Linked DNA regions of Sus scrofa: regions 2, 3 and 4 are each linked to region 1. Evidence: chromatin contacts called from public Hi-C, HiChIP or PLAC-seq and promoter capture Hi-C data. All regions are on one chromosome and are shown on one strand. The core of a region is the stretch at or near the end of the contact, and the rest is flanking DNA. Distances in the headings are between cores, read along the strand shown. Region 1 holds the start of FAM120A (constitutive coactivator of PPAR-gamma-like protein 1). Region 2 has its middle 10 kb from the start of MIRLET7A-2. Region 3 holds the start of NOL8 (nucleolar protein 8). Region 4 holds the start of IARS (isoleucine--tRNA ligase, cytoplasmic).

The links. Promoter capture Hi-C pulls out the DNA fragments that hold promoters and counts their contacts. A called contact is a pair of places that touch in the nucleus more often than the background predicts. HiChIP or PLAC-seq counts read pairs in DNA pulled down with a chosen protein or histone mark.
Region 2: a Hi-C map of liver shows a contact between it and region 1, with 4 times the contacts expected there. The contact joins the enhancer-like site here to the promoter of FAM120A in region 1. A contact is called at or near these places in 2 of 5 promoter capture datasets (fetal liver and liver), 3 of 47 Hi-C or Micro-C datasets (heart right ventricle and liver) and 1 of 2 datasets of contacts at active chromatin or transcription factors (alveolar macrophages).
Region 3: a promoter capture Hi-C map of liver shows a contact between it and region 1, with 5 times the contacts expected there. The contact joins the promoter of NOL8 here to the promoter of FAM120A in region 1. A contact is called at or near these places in 2 of 5 promoter capture datasets (fetal liver and liver) and 1 of 47 Hi-C or Micro-C datasets (heart right ventricle).
Region 4: a contact with region 1 is called in an H3K27ac HiChIP or PLAC-seq map of alveolar macrophages, with 10 times the contacts expected there. The contact joins the promoter of IARS here to the promoter of FAM120A in region 1. A contact is called at or near these places in 1 of 5 promoter capture datasets (fetal liver) and 1 of 2 datasets of contacts at active chromatin or transcription factors (alveolar macrophages).

What each region holds. Positions count from the first base shown.
Region 1 is chr3:42,859,959-42,862,983 of Sscrofa11.1, forward strand. It overlaps FAM120A (constitutive coactivator of PPAR-gamma-like protein 1), which reads left to right and starts at 1,636. Exons shown (of 19, transcript XM_021088177.1): 1 at 1,636-2,173. The coding sequence starts at 1,700. It overlaps LOC102158199 (a long non-coding RNA gene), which reads right to left and starts at 1,403. Exons shown (of 2, transcript XR_302257.2): 1 at 712-1,403.
Region 2 is chr3:43,454,224-43,457,196 of Sscrofa11.1, forward strand. No RefSeq gene overlaps it. Among named protein-coding and RNA genes, the nearest start is that of MIRLET7A-2, 10 kb to the right of the region's middle. Within about 2 kb of position 1,583, at least 81 of the 83 cell types and tissues checked have an H3K27ac peak or open chromatin away from gene starts, as enhancers often do. A contact at or near this core is called in alveolar macrophages, fetal liver and liver, where this site is marked.
Region 3 is chr3:42,051,519-42,054,436 of Sscrofa11.1, forward strand. NOL8 (nucleolar protein 8) reads right to left here and starts at 1,531. Exons shown (of 17, transcript XM_013995776.2): 1 at 1,192-1,531; 2 at 1-220. The coding sequence starts at 131. CENPP (centromere protein P) reads left to right here and starts at 1,848. Exons shown (of 8, transcript NM_001315813.1): 1 at 1,848-1,957. The coding sequence starts at 1,851.
Region 4 is chr3:42,021,100-42,024,122 of Sscrofa11.1, forward strand. It overlaps IARS (isoleucine--tRNA ligase, cytoplasmic), which reads right to left and starts at 1,511. Exons shown (of 33, transcript XM_021086986.1): 1 at 1,374-1,511.

The DNA of each region.
Region 1 (3,025 bases), core at 386-2,885:
CCAGAAGATGCTCCTAGAGCAAGGCTTTAAACTTAGGAGTGACCACACAACCTCAGGACAGCAAGAATTAGGGAAAATAGGCATTTCACAGTTGGAACTAAATAGCAAGGAGGCATTTCGCAGGCTGTAACAGACCTATTGCTTTTAAAGTCTCCTCAGTGATTATCTGACACTAAGGCCACTGGTCTACTACATTATAGAGTGTCTGCTATTTCAGGGTCTGGTCCATGAAACCTGTCACTGGTGGGAAAATGATAAAGGGGAGCCTCAGGTAGTGAAACCACTTTGAGGGGGTCAGAGTCAGAACTACCTGTTAAGGAACTCTATCTACTCCCTAAAAGGGAGCTCCAGTGAGGGTCTCCGCTTACAACGCAGCCCTATTTCTCCCAGAAAAGCAGTAATCCCAGCGAGTCGTGGGGTCAATCTGCCACCTTTCTAACTTTCTCAGAATTAGGACTCCACTCCTTATGAACAACTGCAAGTCTGGAGAGTTATTTTCTAAGTTAATTAAAGATACCAATGCGATTAAAGCTGAGAGAGCAGGAGATCATTTCTAAAACTTGGTGACTACACCCAGCACACAGTCTAGTTCCTTTCTCCATTTGGGACAAATGGCTTCTGCTCACCATCCTCCCTCCCAGATGCACCCCGACGTCTACTGCCTGCCTACTCTTCAGTCTGCAGCCACCTCCGCCAGGGCACCGGTCCCACCTTTGGGTGACTGCCCCTGGGACCAGGACGAGACTCTTGGGGTGGCCACACCCCAGGGATGAGACCTCCTCTGGTGACCGTCTCTCAAGGGACTGGATGTGGCTTCCTTGAGGGGATGATACCCCAAGGTCAGGCTGAGGTCTCCTCGGGGTGACCAGCTCCTGGGGATGGACGCGGATTCCTCAGGTGACTGACTCCTGGAGACGGGAAGGGGCCTTCTCTGGGTGACCAGTCCACGGGGGCGCGAGAGGGCCTCCTTGGAATGACCGGCGCAGGGGATGACAATGGGGCTTTCTTATGGCCATCGGCGACGGGCCGGGCCTCCTCCTCGAGGCGACCAGCTTTCAGGATGAGAACTCTTCAGGGTGATCGGATCCCGAGGACACAACGTGGCCTCCTCGGGGTGAGCGGTTCGCAGCGGGGCCGGGAAAGGGATTGTCCGACTGGCTTCCGCGGACAAGACCGTCTGGGGTGACCGTACCCCAGGGATGCGAGGAGGCTTCCCCGGTGACAGCTCTAGGGGTCATAAAGCGGAGGAGGTGAGGCCGCCGCCCCGAGGCCTCCCGGAAGCTCGCGCAGACCCCGCGCACCGCCTGGGCCGGGCGCCCCTCCCGCGGGCCGGGGATCGTGTGGGTAGGGGTCTCAGGCTCCGGCTGCCCGCCCCGCCCCGCGGCACCGCCTCTTCCGCCGGCCCGCGGACGTCAGCCGTCGCCGCCCCGCCCCGCCCCGCCCCGCCGCTGCCGCCGCCGCCGCCCGCGCGAGGCCGCCTCCGCCTGGCCTGGGCCTGGAGCGGCGCACGGCGCAGGTCCCTCCCCGCCATGGCCCTGGGAGGCGGCAGCACATGGCGGCCGCAGCGGCCATGAGCGCGCCCGCGGCCCGGCCCGGCCCCCCCTAGAGCCCGCCCCCGGCCCCGGCCCCGGCTCGCGCCACGGCCCCGCCGCCCCCGGCCCCGCCGCCCCGCCGCCCCGCGCCCGCCGCCGCCGCCGCCATGGGCGTGCAGGGCTTCCAGGACTACATCGAGAAGCACTGCCCGAGCGCCGTGGTGCCGGTGGAGCTGCAGAAGCTGGCCCGGGGCAGCCTGGTGGGCGGCGGGCGGCAGCGGCCCCCGCACACGCCGCTGCGCCTGCTGGTGGACGCCGACAACTGCCTGCACCGCCTCTACGGCGGCTTCTACACCGACTGGGTGAGCGGCGGCCAGTGGAACCACATGCTCGGCTACCTGGCCGCGCTAGCCAAGGCCTGCTTCGGCGGCAACATCGAGCTCTTCGTCTTCTTCAACGGCGCGCTCGAGAAGGCGCGGCTGCACGAATGGGTCAAGCGGCAGGGCAACGAGCGCCAGACGGCGCAGCAGATCGTCAGCCATGTCCAGAACAAGGGCACCCCGCCGCCCAAGGTCTGGTTCCTGCCACCCGTCTGCATGGCGCACTGCATCCGCCTGGCGCTCATCCGCTTCCACGTCAAGGTGCGGCCCGCTGAGAGGGCGGGCGGGCTGGCCGGGGTCGGTAGGGGCCGACGGGCCGGCCAGGGGCAGGGTTGGAAGCCCGGGCCGGCCGGGGTCGCTTCAATTCAGGGTCAGGGTGGGCCGGGATCTGGAGTCCGCGGTCAGAGTTGGACTGGAGTCTGGAGTGGGCGGGTGGTCTGGGGTCCGGGCCTGGGTCTGAGTCTGGAGCCCGGGGCCGAGTCCGAGTCTGGAATCTGCGTTTGGGCCGGGGTTGGGATCTGGGGTCTCTGCGGGCCAGGAGCTGAAGTTGGAGCCGGGCTGGGGCCGGGGCCCCGGTGGGGGTCTGGGCCCCGGGGACCGCAGGTTCCTCTCCCCTCCTGGTCTGTCTGACGGACCTGCTGCAAAATGGACGCGCGGCCTGGAGTCCGGCCGGCGGCTGCGAGTGCCCGGGATCTGGGGGCCTGGGTTGCCCCAGGCGGTAGCTGCAAGCTCGGAGGGCACAGTGCCGCCCTTGCTGAGATCCCGCGTATTCCTCCACTCTTTAAAGCTCCTAACGTCAACTTTCATGAGACATTCGTTTTCGAATTTCGCAAGACTTGAACAGCAACAGGTTTTTTTGTGGGAGCAGGTGGGCTGGCTGGCAACAGGAAGGGGTCTCCATCCATTGAGGGTGGATTGAAGTTCTGCCTACTGCGGTCACTCCGGCTCAGCTGGGGGCAGTGACCTGGGCAAGGCCTGAGGAATTGGTCTCTTCTTGAGAACTCAGGCCTGGGTCCAGGTTCCCTGTAAGATGGTAGTTTTTCGAGAAATTGGTTTTTGTGTGCATTAGATTTCAAAGAGCCATAAAGTTTGACATGGAATTCTGTTAGTTCT
Region 2 (2,973 bases), core at 333-2,832, 590 kb after region 1:
GGGACAGTGATGGGGCAGAGGGTGTGTCTGGAGTGTGTTTGCTTTTCTTGGGTAATTGTGGTTGCAGGTTGACAAAGGTGGAGGGAGGGATCTGTTCTGGGGCTGCCTGCAGAGAGGTGTAGACAAGCAGAGGGGTCTGAGATGGCAAGGCCTTAGTGACCTTGGACCTCTGGGCCGGTTTAGGCCTGGCTACTCTTGGAACTCCAGTCTAGGAAGTTTGTACGTTTTCTCAGGACTCTGAACCTCCTCCTCTTCCTGGCCCAGCAGGCTGCCCCAAGCTCAAGGTTTTCCTCCTCTAGTTTCTTGTTCACTTCAGCCCACAAAATTAACTCTTCAGTTTAACTCCTTTTCCGTGTATTGCATTGTAGTAATACAAGTGTTAGATACTGCCACCTGAGATCGTAAATATAAACGCACCAGGTAAACTAAGTGCTGTTCAAAAACATTTCTATTATCCATTAGGATGAATTTTTGTGTTCTGTTTCTGCTTTTTTAAAACCTTGTGCGCAAAGTTAACAGTGAGGAAAGACAGACTCAGCTTGTGGGGCTCCCAGCCATTGAGAGACCTGAAAGTTTACCTAAGCAGTGCTTTCCGGGGTCCTAGTTTGGGAGGGTCATTATTGGAACGGAGGAATGATATTTTCAGCAAACGTTAAAGTAGGAAAATTAAACATTGCTTTGAAAAGACAAGACTCTTCAAAACTTGGGGCCTTCGATTGGCTGCCTCATCTACAGCTGCGTAAACTGAAGCAAAGTGGGTGGGTCTACTTGAAGCCTCAGGGGGCGGCGGGCGGGACAGTCCTTGTGGGGGTCGCACGCAAGACGTTCCGGCAACCAGGGGGCCAGGCACAGCCGCCCCCAGCGAGGCCAGCGACCACGTGACAGCGCCGATCGATCACGAGCGGACTGCAAGACCCCGTGCCACCACTCTCCCGGCGGTCCAATAAGAAATGGGGAGCGGGCAAGGTGGGTGGGCCCTGGTCGCCCCGCCCTTCGCGAGGCGGGTCCAGCCGCCGCCCTCCAGTGAGGTCCCAGCGAGCCTGGCTCGGCGGAGGCAAAGGGCAATGTTTACGTCAGTCAAACGGCCTCGCCAATGAGTTCGCGCGCTGCGCTCGAGCCCGCCCCTGCCTCGGCCTCCCGGCGCCCGCGCTCCCTTCCCTCCGGCCGCCGCGGCCCGCCAGCCCGCACCTCCATCCGGGTCTTCGCGTGCGACTTTCCGGTGGCTGCGGGCGGCAAGCGCCGGGGCCGGGCTGTCCCCGCGGAGGGCGGCGGCTGGCCGTTGGCTCTTCCACGAGCCTGAGGTGGGTACAGAAGCGAGACAGCGAGCGCGGGCCCGTCGCCATTTTTCTTCTCTCGGACCCCTGGCGGAGCTGGGAAAAGGGGACCGCGGCGGCCTGGTTGGTAGAGAGGCCTGGGGGCCAGAGCAGGCCGGGCTGGCGGGTGGCGAGCTGAGGCCGCGGGAGGCGGCGGCGCGGGCGGGGGATGGGCGCCGCGTGGCGCGTCCAGCCCCAACCCCCTCCGCTTCCCGCCCAGCGCCTCACGGACGGGGGGAGGGGTCATTCTTCACATTCTTCACCCAGCACCTCCCCCCACTTCAATCAAACTTGGGCGGGGGAAGTCCCGCCCCCGCGCCGTGCCCATTGGCCAGCATCTCCTCCTGCTTTGGCGTAACTGGCTGCGGGCGCCGCCAGGTCCCCCTGACGTCGCTTCCGCTATCAGGTTTGTGGGCCGGGGAGACCTTGGTCTTGGGGGCTGGGATGCTGGAGGGAAGGTAGGAAGTGCGGGGGAGGGCCGGGGCTCGCTGGCTGGCAGGCCCTGGGCTGGCTCCCTGCCTCTAATCCGTCCCACCAAGTGCAGCCTCCGGCCACGGAGCAGCTGTGCGACTGGGTCCAACCGGCGGCCGTCCTTGGCGGGGGAGGGGCCGGGCGGGCGGTAGGAAGTGGGATCCCGGGGGACGGTCTTGTGCACGGCGACCAGGGCCACCGCCAGCGGCCCCAGCACTGATTTGGGCTGCACACCCTGCAAGCGGGCTGGCTGATAAACGTTCCCGGAGGACTCGAGTGTGAGGAATGCGTAACCTTTATGTCCTTGGCTGGCAGTGGCCTTCGGTCTTTACAATTTTTACAGTAGGGACTGGCCCCCTGCCTTGTGTGTCAGAGTTGAGGGTGTGTTTTTGGCACATTTTTCAACTCTTAGGCTTTTTAAAATTGACTTTCCATTTATGAGCGGGTTGGCAAACGGCATCAGGGCATTGGGGATAGTGAGTGTGAAATTCTTAAAGTAAATCGGAAGACTGAATGATTTTTCTTTTTTTAACTTTATTGATAATGTATCGCTTTTTTGGCACTTCTAGTTAAAACCGCATTTAGCAGTCCTCGTTTATTTTTATTGGCCTGAAAATCATGCAGTAGTTTAAGAAAATGTAATGTTAAGTTCTAAATTTAAATGTAGTTCAGAAAAATACAGTAACTTTTTATCCGTTTTTCTGCTGTATAGTAGTCTGATTAGTTTATAGTATATTCAGAGTATTGTAGTTAAGGCAATAAAAATTTGTAAGTTTGGGTTTTTTTGAAGGTGCTTGATGTACTGTACACAGTTGTTAAAAGTATCGTTTTGAAACTTGTGGACTCTTTTGAGAGTAGAATGGTTAGCATTAACTAGAATGTCTTGGTTTAGAATACAGTACACTAGATATTTGTGTACCTTTTCTTTCAATAGCTAACATATGGTAGTTTTATAAATAATTGTAATTGCTCAATAGTGAGAGTTAGAAACCAGTATTTCAAACTGTAGGTGCTGGCTTACTGGGTCATAAAATCACTTTTAGTGGGTGGTGATCACAATTCTAAAAAAATAGAAAGTATTAGTTTGTTACATGAAACTGTTAATTCAGCTATATACGTATTTGCTCCTGTAAAAATACCTTTTTTGAGGGTATTTGGAAAAGTTTGAAAAACAGCCCTTCTGATGGGT
Region 3 (2,918 bases), core at 281-2,780, 810 kb before region 1:
TCTTTCCTAGTGATAATCTCCACATCAGAAACTTCTCCAAACCTGTTGAACTGATTTTGTAGGTCTCCTTCAGAAATGTTCTGGCCAAGGCCACCCACAAAAAGGCGCTTTGTTTCTTTGCTGGCTTTCATCAATGCTGGGCATACACTCAATGTGTTCCAGTGGAAAAAATAATTTTCTGTCTACAGAGAAGAGTTCTTTCCCTTATATCTTCTCAAATCTAAAACAAAACAAAACAAATTAAAATAACCCCAACCCCAACCCTTTTCCCTGAACCTTCTATATCAAACCAGTTGCCTGGACATGTGTTTCATTTCCTATTTTACTGCTTTCAAATTTTATCCCTGGAGACTGTTGAAGCCCTCCATGAATGCATTTTGGAACAGCACCTCAACATAGACACAAGTACAGGCAATTATTTTCCCTCTAAATGATCACAATATTATACCCTTCTTTTTACTTGTCCATATTGTTAGGTGTTTTTCCTTTATTCATTCATACATTCATTTATTCATTTTAACAAACGCTGCCAGGAATGGGATGGGGCAGGTTAATACCCCATAGTGCTATGAGAGGCAGGCAAAAGTACTGCAATACTATGTCACAATAGAAATATCTACAGTGTTGTTCAGGCACACAAAGAGCAATTGATACCGCTAACATAGTTTTGTTTTTTTTTTTTTTTTTTAAGGCACTATGTGCCAGCGTTGTATGAAGCAGTTTGCAGGCATTTGGTTTTCAGATTATCAGGGTAAGTGAAGTCACTTTCCGAATGCCATTCAGAGAATTAGCTGTGAAGCCAGGATTATAATCCAAGTGTAATTTCAGAACCTGTAATTCTTAACACTATACTAGGGAGGTTGTTGGATCAGAAGCGACTCGGAAACTCTTCTGTGATTTGAGGCCCGTCGTGAGATCTCCAATTCAGTTTAGGACCCGGCAGCCTCAGCTCCCAGCCGGCTCCTCCTCCCAAACTGACAGTCTCCTCCCCAAAGACCCCAAAACAGCGCCCAAGAGCCCAGAGCATGGCTCCGGTCTGGGCACGAGCCGGCAGCCATCTACAATTTACTGGTAGCTTCCGCCGCCCCCAACCTACCCGCCCTAGCCTCCTTCCTCTGAGAACAAAAGGCGAGCAGAGAGAAGGTAGGCCAGTTTGTCCCGTGACATCGCTTGCCCCGACCCACTCCTCACCACTTCGTCCTCTACGTCGAGCGCTGCTTAGGGCCCTGACTTCTAGTCACGTGTCCCAACAAGTGCCATCTCTCTTCCTTCCTCCTCTATTTCCAACCCAGCATCTTAAGGTTCCATTACAAAACTCAGTACCCCAGTGCTCTTTATTTCGTCTGCAGTCTTCTGAGCGACCTCGATGCCTGTCACCCTGCGTCAACCTCTGCAAAAGACCCCAAACTAAAATTCCCTAATTCACACTAAAGAGGGTCATCGCTTTGTGTTCTCCTGGATGAAGTCGGCGGAAGTGGGGCAGGGGAGAAAAATACAGAGGCTCTCGGTTCCAGCACTCCCGGAACCTCCTCTTCTGTGACGTAGGCATCCTCGTTGCTTCCAGCCGCCTCTGGGTCGGGGGTGGACAGCAGCATCCTTGGCCTTCGGGTTAGAGGGAATTAACCTCTTGAAGTGTAGGTAGGGACTGCGGAGGGACAGCCGTTAACTAGTACACAGGGACAGCAACGGTCCCCGGATGCTTACGAGCGCTGGGTATGTGCGAGGGGATCGCGCGCCGTTCCCCTGCCTCCCCAGCCGATCTCTGGGATGGTTCGCGCCATCCGCGCGCGAGGCTTGAAGAGCGGGCGGTGGCGCGCTTCCACCAGGCAGTTTCTTGTCAGTGCCTCACCATGGACTCCCTTCGCGCTGAGGCCGACGCCTTGGAAGCCGAGATCAAGGCCTTGAGGCGGGCGTGCGTGGAGCTACCGGCGCCGGGTGAAGACACCTCACCAGTCCGGTACGTGGCCTTCCTCAGACTCGGTGGGAAGGATGAAAATCTCTCCACTCCGGGTTCTCGGACCTCCGTCGGTCACAGACTTTCCCGAGCACCAGACGTGGGCTGGAACTCATTATCTACAAAGCTAAGAGTGAGGAGTCCACGCGTGGGCCGCATTGTAAACGCTTACCGTGTATTAACCGATTTAATCGCAGTCAGGGGGAAGGTGTTTTTCTTTCAGTTCTCTTTCTCTTGCTGATAACTATCTAGGTGAAAGCCTTGCTTATTTCCTTAGCAACCTTGCTTTTAGTAGGCAGCAGTATCTAGTTAAGATTTAATGACTATTTGTTTTCATGTTATTTGTTTTTATAGGTCACTTAACTGTGACAATTGATACTGATTTACTGGTTTTTCGTTTATGTTAGTGACAGGTGATTTCCTCTGAGAAATAATTTAGGTTAAAAAAAGTAAGTTGATGTAAGAAAAATAGATAAGGAATTCCCGTGTGGCTCAGCAGGTTAAGAACTCAGCCTTGTCTTGGTGAGGATGCAGCTTGGATCCCTGGCCTGGCCCAGTAGGTTAAGGATCCCGTTACTGAAAGCTTGGTATGTAGTCACAGATGCGGCTTGGATCTGGTGTTGCTGTGGCTGTGGCATCAGCCTGCATTTGCAGCTCCAGTTAGACCCCCTATCCCTGGAATTTTCATATGCTTCAGGTGCTTCAGGTTAAAAAAAAAAAGGAATATAGTTTGTAGGAGAATTTGGCAAAAGCTGCAAAGATGATTGTCAAATACCCGCAGGTAGGGAAGCATCCCAGTAGCAGAGGTGGGGGAACTCCCTGTCTAAAGGGGAACAGAGCCCTTTGAACTGAGGGGTAGAAATAGCTGGAGTGTTGTGTGCTGCAGAGCAGTAGCATCTTAACATTTTCGTTCCCAGCAACAGTCATGGTCTGTCCATTACTTACCAAGTGCCAGACTGAGAAA
Region 4 (3,023 bases), core at 261-2,760, 840 kb before region 1:
TTAATGGCTATCACGACTCACACGTCACCTATGTAGACTACCATTATTATTTCTTTGTCCTCAAAATCTACAGTTCTACTCTGTTGTCCTGCCCAGTCACTATATCATCTTTCCAAAAAAATTTTTTTTTCTTTCTTAGCCGCCCTGCGGCATATGGAGTTCCCCGCTCAAGGATAAGATCCAAGCCGCAGTTGAGGATGGGCAACACTGGATCCTTTAACCCACCGTGCTGGGCTGGGGATTGAACCTGCGTCCAGGAGCTGCAGAGGTGCCACGGAAACCGTTGTGCCACAGTAGAAACTCCAAATCTACATTTAGCTGCCTTTTCTTCCCTTTAATTCACTCTTTAATCACTTGGGAAGAGAATATATTGTCCACCATCTTACTGATATTTACTTTTTAAATTTGTTTTTTAAAAGTTCAACATATTACAAGAGATCCCTAAATCAACTGCTTTGTCTCTGGTTTCATGCTTCCTGAGCTCTCTGAAAAACCTGAATGAATGCTCCAAGTAATACTGTCCCATCTAATAAAAACCTCTTCTGTATTCTTTTCAAACGCTTCATTCAGGAAGAAAATCATAAATTCATAAAGCTGGAAGCTAAGCATCATCTCCCACTAGTTCCTCACACAGACCCTAAGGTGCAGTTACTACACCAATTTCCCATCTCCTGAATCACGCAAACCTAAAATCCTGTTATAGTTTACATTATGGTCTCCTGGAGTTTCTCCCACAGTTCTTAATCATCTTCAAGGCCCCAAACCCACTGCAGTGTCTGAGAAGCGTTCTCTTTCTCCCACCCCCCAGATTCCACTTTAGAACTGTCTTCTTCCTCTGTGCACTTAGAATACTGTATTATTATACTGTGTAAGGGCCGAGGACCGGGGATGCTGTGCTCACTTCCCTCTAGCCTCAGACACCCAGCAATAAAGGCTCCTTCAAGGAAGCCTAAGAATTTTTTCTTAAGAACACCTAGCCGTCCAAGTAATCTCGTCCACCTTCTGAAGCTCTCCAGCAAGCTCGGTAACACCAAATTCCCAGAACCACACCACGGTTTAAGCACTACCAGAACCCGAGGCTGAATATGAGGCCCTTCCAAGAGATGTAACCCTCCGCCCGCGAGCCAAACCAGGATTGCTGCCGGAGCCCGAGTTCTTTCGCTCCACTTAGACCGGGCCGCCACCCCCCATCTTTCCCTTGGAAACAGATTTGCACGAAACTAACGCACAGACCAGAAGAAATATTTTTTTAAAATTCTGTGTGGTCTCCTTGGGCAGGAAGGGGCGTACCTGAGGGGCCCGTAGGCAGGACAGAGTGACCTTAGGGAGTCCCTGCGGGCAGGACGGGGTGACCTGAAGATCCCCTATCGTACCTGAGGGGCCTTCGGACCGAAGTACCTCAAAAATCTTACGCCGGGGCCAGACGGCCTGAGGTGATGCAATGTTCTGAAAGCATGAGGCGAGGAGAAGCGGGGCGGTCTGCACCGGCCAATCAGAGAGCTCCGATTCACACCTATCAACAAGCAGGGCGCCAACTGGCCGCCTGGGTCCCGGGTCACGCCCACCCGACCTGCACTGCGGTGTGCTCTGGGAAAGCGGCAGTGCGACTCCCCGGACAGCTGCCAGTGAGTGGCGGCGACGTGCTGGGTGCTTCAACGCAACAAGGGCGACGGTGGTAGACAGGACCGTTTTGTGGCCTCTGGGGTGGGGACTGACTGGGGAGGGGCACTGGGAGGAGGCCGATGTTGTGCATAGTGACTGGATGTTTTTATACGGGCGTTTCCCGTTGCCGGTCTTCACCTCACTGTATACAGAACATAAGTCAATCTCACCAGGCATAAACCAAATCCAGTGACAGTGGACTCAGTAACTGTGCGGCTGTGAGTGTTCAGTCTCCAGGCTGCTTTCCTAAGTGACCGTTAAGTAAAGCAGCCCTAGCATTAGGGCTATTTTTTAGTGTAGTGGAATCTGCAAAAATGCAGAGTCTTGGGGCACGCACTAGGTCTGCTGAGACCCTGGAGTGACAAAAATATGCATTTTAACAGGCATCCTGTATAATTCTGCTGCACACTAAAATTCCTGACCTGCCTATCTAAAAGGACACTCCTACTTCCTAGGGAAATGTAGAAGCTGCAGAAAGTCTGGGAGGAGCTGAAGCACTGATGGTCTGTGGTGTTCAGGGAAGCCTCTTCTGTGTTCTTCAGTGCCACCTCCAGAGTTCTAATGAATTTTACTGCAGAAATTACGTTAAACAGCCACATGGAGAGCTGTAACAAAAAGGAAGGAAATGTCTGACAAACTTTATAATTACTGCATCTTAAGGTCTCCTATATTGAAAACAACATATTTGCATATTTGTCTGCTAACATATATTTATTATCACTGCTGTGAGTCTGCCCAGCACATTCTGGATCTCCTGGTCAAAAACCAAAGGGACTCCGGAGCCATGAAAACAACAGGCATTGGCAGTAGACACTATGAAGGAAATTTTAAATTTTAGCTCTTGACAAAGTTAAGAGTGATTATATATGTAACTGTAGTGTATCAGATAGAGGGACAGGGAAAAAAACTCATCTGACTGAGAATATGTATAAAACATGTTGATAAGCTTCACTAAGAACATTTTGATAGTCTGTGTAGCATTCATTCAAGTCACTTATGGTTTATATAACCAGTTTATTTAGGGTTTAGGAACACCCTAAAGGGGTCAGAGTAAGGGATTTCACATCCTTGCCCAAAGGGGGAACTCTTATTAACTAGCAGTACTTGGAATGAGTTTTAATTTTCAAATTCCTCAAGTTGCCACCTTGGTCAGTTCATTTTATTATCTATCCAGACAGCCTAGGTTAGAGTAAGACAGAGGGTTTCCAGACAGATATGTCTGGGGGAAAAAAAAAAAAAAAGGTGAGGACAGCATTACTATTTTTGAAACAAGCTCCTTTATGTCTTTTTGTCTTTTTTGTCTTTTTTTTTTTTTTGTTGTTGTTGTTGTTGCTATTTCTTGGGCCACTCCCGTGGCATAT